2 separate regions of the Rattus norvegicus genome follow, and region 2 is linked to region 1. A link is a contact called in public Hi-C data. All regions are on one chromosome and are shown on one strand. Each heading gives the region's core, a stretch centred on a gene start, on an enhancer-like site or on the middle of the called end of the contact. The rest is flanking DNA. Distances are from core to core; before and after follow the strand shown. Region 1 overlaps Auh (AU RNA binding methylglutaconyl-CoA hydratase). Region 2 has its middle 67 kb from the start of Syk.

What was found. Hi-C and Micro-C count contacts between places; a contact is called where the count stands out from the background.
Region 2: a contact with region 1 is called in a Hi-C map of the A7r5 cell line, with 2.8 times the contacts expected there. The contact joins two enhancer-like sites. A contact is called at or near these places in 2 of 12 Hi-C or Micro-C datasets (the A7r5 cell line and liver).

Annotation. Positions count from the first base shown.
Region 1 is chr17:12,517,878-12,522,803 of GRCr8, forward strand. All of the region lies in intron 4 of Auh (AU RNA binding methylglutaconyl-CoA hydratase), which reads left to right. Among named protein-coding and RNA genes, the nearest start is that of Auh, 39 kb to the left of the region's middle. Within about 2 kb of position 1,439, at least 28 of the 93 cell types and tissues checked have an H3K27ac peak or open chromatin away from gene starts, as enhancers often do. A contact at or near this core is called in the A7r5 cell line, where this site is marked.
Region 2 is chr17:12,743,834-12,749,440 of GRCr8, forward strand. No RefSeq gene overlaps it. Among named protein-coding and RNA genes, the nearest start is that of Syk, 67 kb to the right of the region's middle. Within about 2 kb of position 1,833, at least 8 of the 93 cell types and tissues checked have an H3K27ac peak or open chromatin away from gene starts, as enhancers often do. A contact at or near this core is called in the A7r5 cell line, where this site is marked.

The DNA of each region.
Region 1 (4,926 bases), core at 189-2,688:
CCCTCCCTCCCTCCCTCCCAGGGTTTCTCTGTGTAGCCATGGCTGTCCTGGAACTCACTCTGTGTCCAGGCTGGCCTTGAACTCAGAAATCTGCCTGCCTCTGCCTCCCAAGTACAGGGATTAAAGGTGGGTGCTACTGCCACCTGGCCACTGTGCTATTTTAGCCTGGGCCACGAGTTTAACTGCCAACTTCTGCCGTTCCAGAGTACCACTCTGGAATTCGTCAAGACCAAAAAAGGGGGAATTCACTTCAATTCTCTTTTTTTTTTTTTTTTTTGGTTCTTTTTTTTTTTTCGGAGCTGGGGACCGAACCCAGGGCCTTGCGCTTCCTAGGCAAGAGCTCTACCACTGAGCTAAATCCCCAGCCCCTCACTTCAATTCTCATTGGTCTCTCTATCCTTCTGATTCCATAAGGAACACCCGATGCTGTGTTTATTGTAGGCTCTGATAGTTTCTCGGCAGCTGCTGTCTTTTCCTGTGTGGTCATTGCTGTTATGCTGGTCTTTGAGTCTTACACAAGACACCGGCGTACACATGAGGGCTCCTCGCTTTGCTCGCACTGCCTTATAAAGGTTTTCCTCGGGTTTGGCTGCTGTGCTGTGTGTGTGTGTGTGTGTGTGTGTGTGTGTGTGTGTGTGTGTAGATACCCTTTGAGTCCAGAAGAGGGTGCTGGGTCCCCTAGAGCTGGAGTTCCAGGCAGTTGTGAGCTGCCCAGTATGAGTTCTAAGGACTGATCTCAGGTCAGTTTTCTGGCCTGTCCCACACTGTGGCTCCCCCTAACCCCCTCTACCCCGTGCCTGCCTGGTCTTTACATTCCACCCCGCAGGGGCATCAGCCCTTTATGATTGTCCTCTGGCTTACTTTGTTAGGAGATGGTTTTCCCTCCATCTGAGGATGGGCCCTGTGTACAGGTGTGAGGAGGATGGGCCCTGTGTACAGGTGTGAGGAGGATGGGCCCTGTGTACAGGTGTGAGGAGGATGGGCCCTGTAGACAGGTGTGAGGAGGATGGGCCCTGTAGACAGGTGTGAGGAGGATGGGCCCTGTGTGCAGGTGTGAGGAGGATGGGCCCTATAGACAGGTGTGAGGAGGATGGGCCCTGTAGACAGGTGTGAGGAGGATGGGCCCTGTATATCATTGTGAGGAGGATGGGCCCTGTATACCGGTGTGAGGAGGGAGAGCTGGCCCTCAGGAGGTGGCTGTTAACAGAATTCCCCTCTGTGAGGAACACCAGAGCCTTCCAGAGCTGCTTCCCTTTACTTGAATGTAACCTAGTGTTAGCATTTAGGTGAGATAGGGGGCTGCCTGTGTCTGTAGGATTGAGGTGGCTGAGACTTCCAGTCTTGGATCTGGTATCTCTCGATTGAGGGTGCTGGCGTTTCTCTGGGGCACGCCTGCTGGCATCCAGCACCCTGTGTGGCAGTCCTGGGCCAGCCTCCAGCAGAGCCTACCCAGCCTGTCAGCTTTGCTCAGGGACTGCTTTGTTCTGTTCTTGTGGTTTCTCCAGAAGTTAGAGGGAAGGGAGAAGACATCTTAAGTCAAAAATACAGTTTTAACTGGACCTAGAGATAATTAGGAATTTGCTGTGATTCTGTTAATAGGAATTTTATGTCTATTCTTGATTTTGGTATTCAGACTTCATCATAACATCTATAGACCTTTCTGACCTTGCTGGCTTGTATAGCAGTAGTAGATTTTTTAATTGTTTAAAATTACATTTTATTTTTGTCTTATGTGAAGGCCAGGGTATTAATTCTCTGCTTCCACCACATGGGTCCCAGGAATGGAGCTTAGATGGTCAGCGCTGGCTCAAGTGCCTTTACCCACTGAGTCATCTGGCTGACACCAGAATGCTAGTCCCTAAGCAGAACCTAGTTTAAAAGTCACACAACCAGCACTAGCCTTCTCCTCACAATCAGATTGTTTGCCTTTCTTGAGCCTTACAATTAACCTCTGCCTGAGGAGCAGAGAGTAGCCCCAGCACCTCTGGTCCTGCGCCGACTCCATTCTCGCTGGGCCCGGGTGTGCTGTGGGCTCTGAGGTCCACCACCTACCATGCCTTTTCTTCTCAAAATAGCTCCACTCTTTAATTATTGCTCTAATTATATTTTTAGGAGCATTTCAAAGGATTATTATCTTCCTTGTCATACCTGGCTCACTTCCTGGAGTGAAACTCAAAATAGTATCTGATCCCACTGTTTCGTAATACGCTGAGTCACGGTTTCTCGCTGGAGCTATGGCCCTGGCATCTCATTTCCTGCCTCGATTCCTTTGTAGCATTCACAGCTGCCTTCTGGGTATTCTCTCGGGCCTCTGTGCTGACAGTCTGCCTTTCCAAGGGCGTATGGCTTCCGAATCTATAGTATTGAAAAATACTGAGTAGATTAAGCTATTCTAATGAAATCATTTTGTGGTGGGAAGCGCTTTATAGCCAGCCTTCTGCCACTCTGATTTGTCATACTGTTTGGAAGTCCCAGGCGTGGGGCGGACACAGTTCCTCTTTCCTTGCCCTGTGTGCTTACCATGGTGTGTTCTATGTTTCTTAAGAGTTGCAAGTTAAACTTGTATTCTCTTTGGAAACATTAACTCCTCAAAACATAAGCTTCACATTTAAAAATATTTTTGATAATTAAATAATGTTTGATCATAATTGGAAAGGATTACTATTTGTACCACCTGATTTCAGATTCTGTGTCTGAGGCCAATGTTTCTGCTCCTTCCCCCAAGCCAGACTTCAGCCCGTTTTTTTTTTTTTTTACCCCATTTCTTACATTGGTGGTTGGGGGCTGTACTCACTAACTGACCCCACATCACACTTGTCTGTTTTTGTGTGTGACAGTCTGGCTATGAAGACAGTCTGCCTCAGATCAGTGCTGGCACCACATCACCCATAACCCCTGCTCCAGGGAGCTCAGATACCTCTGGCCTCTGCAGGCAGCTACCCTCTTGTGCCCAGCCCCGCCAACACACACACACACACACACACATACACACGCACACACGCACACACACATACACACACGCACGCACACATACACACACACACTAAAATGTTTCAAAAAGTATTCACTAGCAAAAGGTTTACAAATATTAATAGGACAGATTTTATTGTTAGTCTGTCATAAAAATAACCCCTTTCTAGGAATTTTATGAACGAGAATGTTTTCTTTGGCCTGGGGAAGAGAAGCAAGGTTGTCTATTTCGTACATAGCAACACAGGCTCATTTCTTGGCCTCTTGTAAAGTCTATGCAGCTCCTGAAGGTTACCGAGTCCCACTCATCCCTGTGTGTAGGAACTGGCCACTGCTCTGTTGTTTGGAAAGAAGGCTTGGGAGGAAGGACTGTCTGTCACACAGGCCACTCTTCCTCTGTCCAGCTTGAGAACCAAGTGAGGGTAGCCTTGATGTCAAGGACCCAGTGGATTAAAGCGCTGCCCTCCAGCACACTGTAGAATATCAGTTGCTTCTCCAGCAAGGAGAGGTTAATAGTACAGTTTCTCTCTCAACCTCCTGTGTGCTCCCCCACTTCAGTGCACAGCAAGGACCACCTACTGGAACAGGCTTTTAGAGCCTGCATCCTTGAAGAAAAATGACCTCCCTCTGACTCCCAGCAGTTATCAGTTGCTAGAAGTGGGAGTTCCCGGGTCCGTCCCCCACCCATGCTCATGTGTGCAGTGTCCCTGTCATGTCCAGCCAGTGTTTGGCCGCAGACATCCACAGCCTCTGGCTTACAGTTTTTCTTCCACAGTGATGTCTGAGCTTTGGGGCTATGATATGGATGTTTTATTTTGAGTCTTATTCTCCACACATTGACCAGTTGTGGGTCTATTAATCTTCATCTACTGCAAAATGAAGGCCCGTTGACGAAGGCTGAGAGATGCACTAATCTTCGGCTTTAAAGATTAGAGTGGAGGGGCCTTTATTACTATGGCCTTTTGCAGCCACAGTGTCAGCTTCCCCCCTGTGGCCTACGACCTAGCCAGCCATAGGTTTGGGGCCCACTTAGCAGTATCCAGCCTGCATTCTGTCTTGTGGAGTGGGCTTTGTCCAGTCAGAGTGGCCGTTTAGTACAATAGCATTCATGCCAGTGTTCGTGTCACAGTTGCTCCAGTGCAAATGACTTGCCAGGCAGGTTGTTACTGGAGTTCACAGGCTTCAGTCCTGGGGAAGATTGTTGATGTGTGTGTTAAATTAGAATCCCCATACACGTCAGTACACTGGGGAAAGGGCTATGGTGTGGGTTTCAGGGGAAGGGGTTAGAGAACAGGCAGTAGGAGGAGGATAGGGGGATAAGGGCCCTGAAGAGTAAAGTGTCTAGGGGATTGGGGGACCAAGGGTAACACAGTGACCTTTGAAAATGCCACTTGGAAACTGGCTACTGTAGAAACTTCCAGAAACACTCTCGTAGGCTCTGTGAATGCTGTCCCTTCCCACATCTATTTCTGGTCAGGAGCCCAGAGCCAGAGAAGATTGTGGTCGAAGGGTGTTTACAGCACCTTTCCTTGGTGATGGGGACCTGGCCTGTGCTCTCTATGGCCAGTGTCGCCATGCCTTTCTTTGAGCAGATGTCATGTCTTGAGTTGCATTCTAAGCACCAAGTCCTCAAAGGGCCAGGAGTTCCCAAGTGCTGCATAAATTATCCAGGCTTGACTTTGTGTGAGCTAAGCAAGATTATGAGGCTATAAAATTCAATAAAATAACCTTGAAAGTAGTTCCGGAATATGAGAGGTTCAGAGGTGCTCCCCATTGATAGGTGGACTGCGCACAGTCTGCACAGAAGGCGCTTGAGGAATTCTGGGAGTGCTTGTGTTTTATGGATGAGGAAGGGGACACTCAGCCTTCCTAGACACCCTGATCAACAGTATGCCCTGAAGTGAACTGTGCAGAGAGGCATTGCTTTGAGTGACAGAGATAAACTTTGTGTCTGTT
Region 2 (5,607 bases), core at 583-3,082, 230 kb after region 1:
TAGGATAGCAGCCTTAAGTCTTAAGTGACCTCGAGGTGCATTATTAACTCGAGCTGTGAGGTCCAGCAAAAGTTCATAGAATATAAGAGATAATTTTATTATAATGCCACAGTCCTTGACTTTGTGTGCAAGGCATAGTAACGTTGAGATGTGTTCAGGTTTTCCTGTGCCCCAGGCAGACTCCTCGCCACCTCTTTTGTGACAGCTTCCTTTTTCTCTAGGGAGATTAGATCTGTCACCCTAGCAGTCACTTTTTTAGTATGTTAACTCAGAATTATGAAGGAACCCAAAGGGGTCAGAGAAAGTCTTCACTTCCAGGCAGCCATGTTCTTGCCCTGTGCTGGAATCATCTCGCTCCCTCCGGCACGAAGACTTTTAAGCCAAGCAGAGCATTCAGTCAGAAGAATGGGGAAAAAGAAAAATGTTGCCACCGCGGCACCATCCCATGTCCACCCTTTGATCTCTGATCTAGGATCCCTAGGGACATGGTTTTAATCTTGGATGTCTCCCACAGACATTCTGAATGTTGGTCCCAGCTGGTGGCACTGTGTAGAGAGACCATGGAGCTTTTACGAGGTGAGGCCTAAGCAGTAAAATTAGGTTGTGAGGGCAGGCCTTCAGGGCTTATGACAGTCCCTAGGTCACAGGCTTTCTTCATCTTCTGGTTCTCCACGACATGAACAGGATCCTCCATCTGTTATGCCTGTCAGCGACTGAGCTCCTCTGCCCTGCCTTTTCCTCAGTGGGCCCTTCATGAGCCACAGCCCCCCAAACTGAGAGCCAAAAGTCATCTTTCCTCCTTAAGCTGCCATGTCAGATATTATGGTCACAGTGACAGAAACGTGACTGAAATACCTCGTCATAAGAGAGACGGCTCTAGACAGATGGCGTTCATTCGGGACATCTAAGTCCCAAGGAGAATCTCCAGGGCAGTAGTGATTTATTTGAAACACTGAACAATAAGCTTGGCCTCGGTGTGATGCGCCCAGGCTAGCCCCTTTCTCCCTCGCAGCACCACCGTTAGGCCTTGGTCCCAGTTAGTGAAAGGAGAGTCTGTGCAGACAAACGCGTCTGCACCACCCAGGCACTGCCGATCTCCCTGGCATTTCTCAGATATTTTCTTGGTTGTGTCAGGAGGGTTGCTCACTTTTGGTTTGACTCATGTCTCAAAATCAAGGAGAGACATTAGCTGTCCCTGTCTTGTGGTTTTCTCAACACAGCTAGCATGCCCGAGCGTGAGAAGGTGCTGGGAGCGGGAGAAGGACCGGGGTGGAGGCGGGGCACAGCTTGGAGCCAGTGTCTCAGCTCGTTCCCATCTGAAAGCGTCTCAGATGTGCTTGGTGCCATTTCCTTACCTCGAAAGCACAGGCTGGGCTCATATAGCACAGCCATCCCCCTGCCTCCTGCGTGCTCTAAGCACGAATCTTCTGGTCCAGAATGATTCGTGAGTCAGTCAGCGACACACAAGCTCACGGCTTTGTTTTTTTAAAGCACTCTCCCTTGGTCAAAATCCCAGGTTATCTGAGTGCCATTAGCGAGACTGAACATCCATGCTGTCTTCGAGACGGCTGGCTTCGTGGGAAATGTCCGAAGGTTCCATTAATCACGGGACTCTGGGGGCAAAACTAATAGACTGGGAAGTGCGGGTCCTTCTAGCTTAGTCCGCACCCCACCATTGCCCATCAGAGGCCCCAAGATGACTGACTCTATTTTAATTTAGTGCAAGGTGGACTCCCCAACCCCCTTTTGAGACAGAGCCTCATGTGCCCAGTCAGGCCTTGTCTATATTATGTAGCAGAGCAATCGTACACTATTTTTTATTCAGGACTCGGACTAAAACAAACCTAGGGCTTTGAACACACTAGGCAAGCTGTCTACCGACTGAGCCACCCGCCACCTCAGCTCCGAGTAGATTTTAAAAAGAGTAAATAAAGAGGTCCGTTTAAATTCCTTCTCCGCAGTACTTTGATGTCCAAGGTTAGAAATCGCTTCCTTGTATATTATTTCTGCACCTGCTGGAATGTGATTCCTGCCGTGTATCCACTTGGCAGCGCTGACTCTTGTTCAAACAGGTACTTGGTAAAGGAGGAAGCGGCTCCATTTTCTGCCCGCCGACCGGGTGGCAACTCCTGTCCGAGGATCTACTGCCACCTACTGGACACCTGCAGAATAGCACCGACAGGCGACTCCCGAAAAGTTGTGCTGACTTTCTGAGTTGGTGGTTCTTCTGAGTTGGTGAGGGTGTTCCTGTCCAGCATGGAGAGGGGCCCACTGGCCAGGCACACCCACCTTTGTGTAAGGGGCTTGGTGCTATGATCGAGCCTTCCTTCTTGCTCTCATCTTGCTCTTCTTCCTCCCATATCCTCCGACTTCCTGGTAATGCTTGCTTTTTAACATGGTCCAGGCTAAAAGAAGTGAACCGGAAGAGGGAATGGCCACCTTCTGGTCATCACTTCATGTCATCAGTGTGACCTATCCTGCTTTAGGATGGCCTTATCTGTATGACCCATTTCTCAGGTATACCCCGGACACATGCAGGAGGGCTGGCCAGAAGTGTTACAGGGACAGCAGGTTCCGGGGCCAAGGGTCATACAAGGGGCCCTGGAAACCCTGGTGCAAGGCAAGGAGCTCAGGGTTGAGCATTGGGCTTGAACTCCTGCTGTTGTGTGGCACTTTCTGAGGGGCTCACAGTACAGCGGTGCCAAGAAAACACCCCGAGCTGGTGGCCAAGGTACTTCTCCTATGCAGGCTCAGAGTGGGTGCTGGGTGTCCTGGTGACTGGTTGTGGCCAGAAAGATAGATACTAGGGCAGGATATGGGGACACTCCGATCAGTCCTGAAGATAGTGTCACATCAGTGTTCCCCCACCTCCACTGTTACAACTGTTGCTGATTGAACAGCTAAAGGGAAGTTCATAGGGTTTTCTCCAAACCTAGGGAGGGGCTCTGAGAACTGGGGCCCAGCTGCTCCCACCAATTGTTGGCATGTCGAAGAGTGGCTGGGACTTTGTGAGACATCACCTCGGCTCTCAGCTCCCACTCCTCAGAGGAATGCCCCCTTTAGAGTTAGAACAAGTCTCTACTAGAACAGGACACAGCCAGCAAATTGCCCAAGTCTTCTGCTGTGGAAAACTTCCCCAGGGTTTCCCCTACACCGCACTTGTCTCCTTGCTTCTTTCTCTTTCTGTATATCTGCGTGTACATCTTTAATGTTGCTTCTTTTGGTCTCTCTTCCCCCTTCCATGCCCTACCATCTCTCTCTCTCTCTCTCTCTCTCTCTCTCTCTCTCTCACTCACACACACACACACACACACACACACACACTGTGTGAGAGTGTGTATGACTGTGTGGCTGTGTCTGTATGTGTCTGTGTGTGTGTATGTCTCTGCGTGTGTCTAAATGTGTGTCTGCGTATCTGTATGTGTGTGTGTATATATGTGTGTGTCTGTGTGTTTGTCTAAGTCTATGTGTGTCTATATTTGAATGTGTCTGTATGTGTCTCTGTGTGTATGTGTGTCTATATATGTGTGTGTGTTTGTGTGTCTGTATGTGTGTGTATATGTGTCTGTGTGTGTTTGTGTATGGTGTGTCTATTTGTGTTTGTCTTTGTGTGTGTGTGTGCATGTGACTGTGTGTCTGTGTGTGTATGTGTGTCTCTGTGTTTGTCTATATGTGTGTCTATATATCTGTATGCGTATGTATATGTATGTGTCTGTGTGTTTGTCTGTGTCTATGTGTGTCTATATGTGTGTGTGTCTGTGTGGCTGTGTGTTTGTATGTGTGTATATGTGTCTGTGTGTTTGTGTTTATGTGTATGTGTGTCCAGTGATTCCCTAGTCCCTCTGAGGAAGGCTGATAATGATAATGTTCATCTTTTATCTTCAAAGCACACTTCCCCACCCCCAAGTGCAGAGATGGCTCTGTTCCTGGGGCTTTTGAGAGACCAGGCACCTATGAGATAGGACTTCCTACCTCTCGGTGCTTATTCTTGTGGGATCAGAAAACAAACCTAGGGCATCACAAGTCTCTGATAGCAGCCAGCCCAGGGCTGCCACACAGGCTGCTTTGGTAGCTGCCTGTGCAGAGCAGGCTCCACCAAGATCAGCAGTGTCCTGCATAATTTCCCTTCCGTCTCGCCCATCTTGCTCTCTGTCTTGGCCTAGAAAGTGCATGAGGCTGTTTATGGTGAGGAACCTGACATCTAGAGGGAACCCCTCCCCACCCAGATGATGCCAGGACATCGCCCTACCTGTGCCACATCTCTAACCAAAGCGGGCAATGGCCACTGCAGAGGATGTGCATGTTGTCTGGATGCAGATGCCCAGAGGTAAAGGCAGGGCTCTTTTGGAAGCTAATGATGCATAGGTCCTGGGAATGGGTCGGGGAGCTCAGTGGGCTGTGCTGGTGGATTGTCAGGGTTACAGCCTGGGACCAGGAAGCCCTCGGAGGCTATGCTTGGCCACCCGTCCTCAGTATACCTGTTAAACAGACAGGTCTTAGTGAAACATAGGGAGAAGAGATACCCAGAGACCCCCTAAGTCACCTTCAGGGTCTTGACATTACGTTTAGGCTTAAGAAGTTCTAGGTTAAGTAGTTCCACCAACCACTGACAACTCATTGTCTCCGCCCCAATTTCTCCCAAAAGGTTCCTACAGGTTGTCAGCACGTGCGAATCTCTTCCCAGGAGAGAAGAGCCCTCATCCACAACATCTAGTACTGGTGGCGAGTACTAGATGCCAGCCTCTTCCTCTCCCAGCGTAAGACTCTCAGGGAAATTCCATTTCCTTGTGGACCTGATCTCAGAGGTCTGGGGTGAAGGGCTCTCTCTTTAGAATAGGTCCGGTCCTGTGAGGACAGTTAGGGAACACCGCAGGCTGCCCACGGGGGAGGGGCAAGGTGTCCTCCATACCAGACAGGTGCAAGCCTTCACCAAAGACCACAGTGAGACACTTTTCCCTTATGACAATTTGGCCACATCTGAGGTTGTCCAACTCAGAGACTTCAGATCTGGGAATGCGTTCCTGAGCTTAGACTTGTCTCTTTGGGGCATTCCCCGCTGGTCTCTTGCTCACGTCACTTGTGCTCAATACAATATCTCACCCCACTTTCCCCCTAACTCCTCCTTTGGCTCCCGTTCTCTCCTCCCTCCTTTCATCTGTCCCTTTCCCCCTCCTCCTGTTTCCCTCCTCTCCTTCCCCTTCCCTTTCCTCTCTCTCCCTTCCTCTCCCTCCTCCCTCAGTCTCTCCCTCCCCCATCACTCTCCCCTCTCCTTTCCTTCCTCCTTCCCTCCTTTTTTCTTTCACTCTCCTCCCTATCTTCCTTCACTCCCTCCCTTTCTACTTTTATCCCCCCCCTTTGTTTTCCTTCCTCCCTCTCCTTCCTCCCCTATTCCTCCCCTGCCACCCCCCTTCTTCTTCATGTCCCCCTTTCTGTCTCCACAATGCGTTCTATCCTAATGCCCTGTTGTTCTCTGGCACTCTGTGCCCTGGCCAGACTGCCACTGCAGAGCGACCCTCTGTTTCTGGTGTCTGCATGGGCTCCTTCCAAGATCCCGAGAAAGGATGTACCAAGGCAATCACGTTTTTAAAAAAGAACTTTCCCAAATTA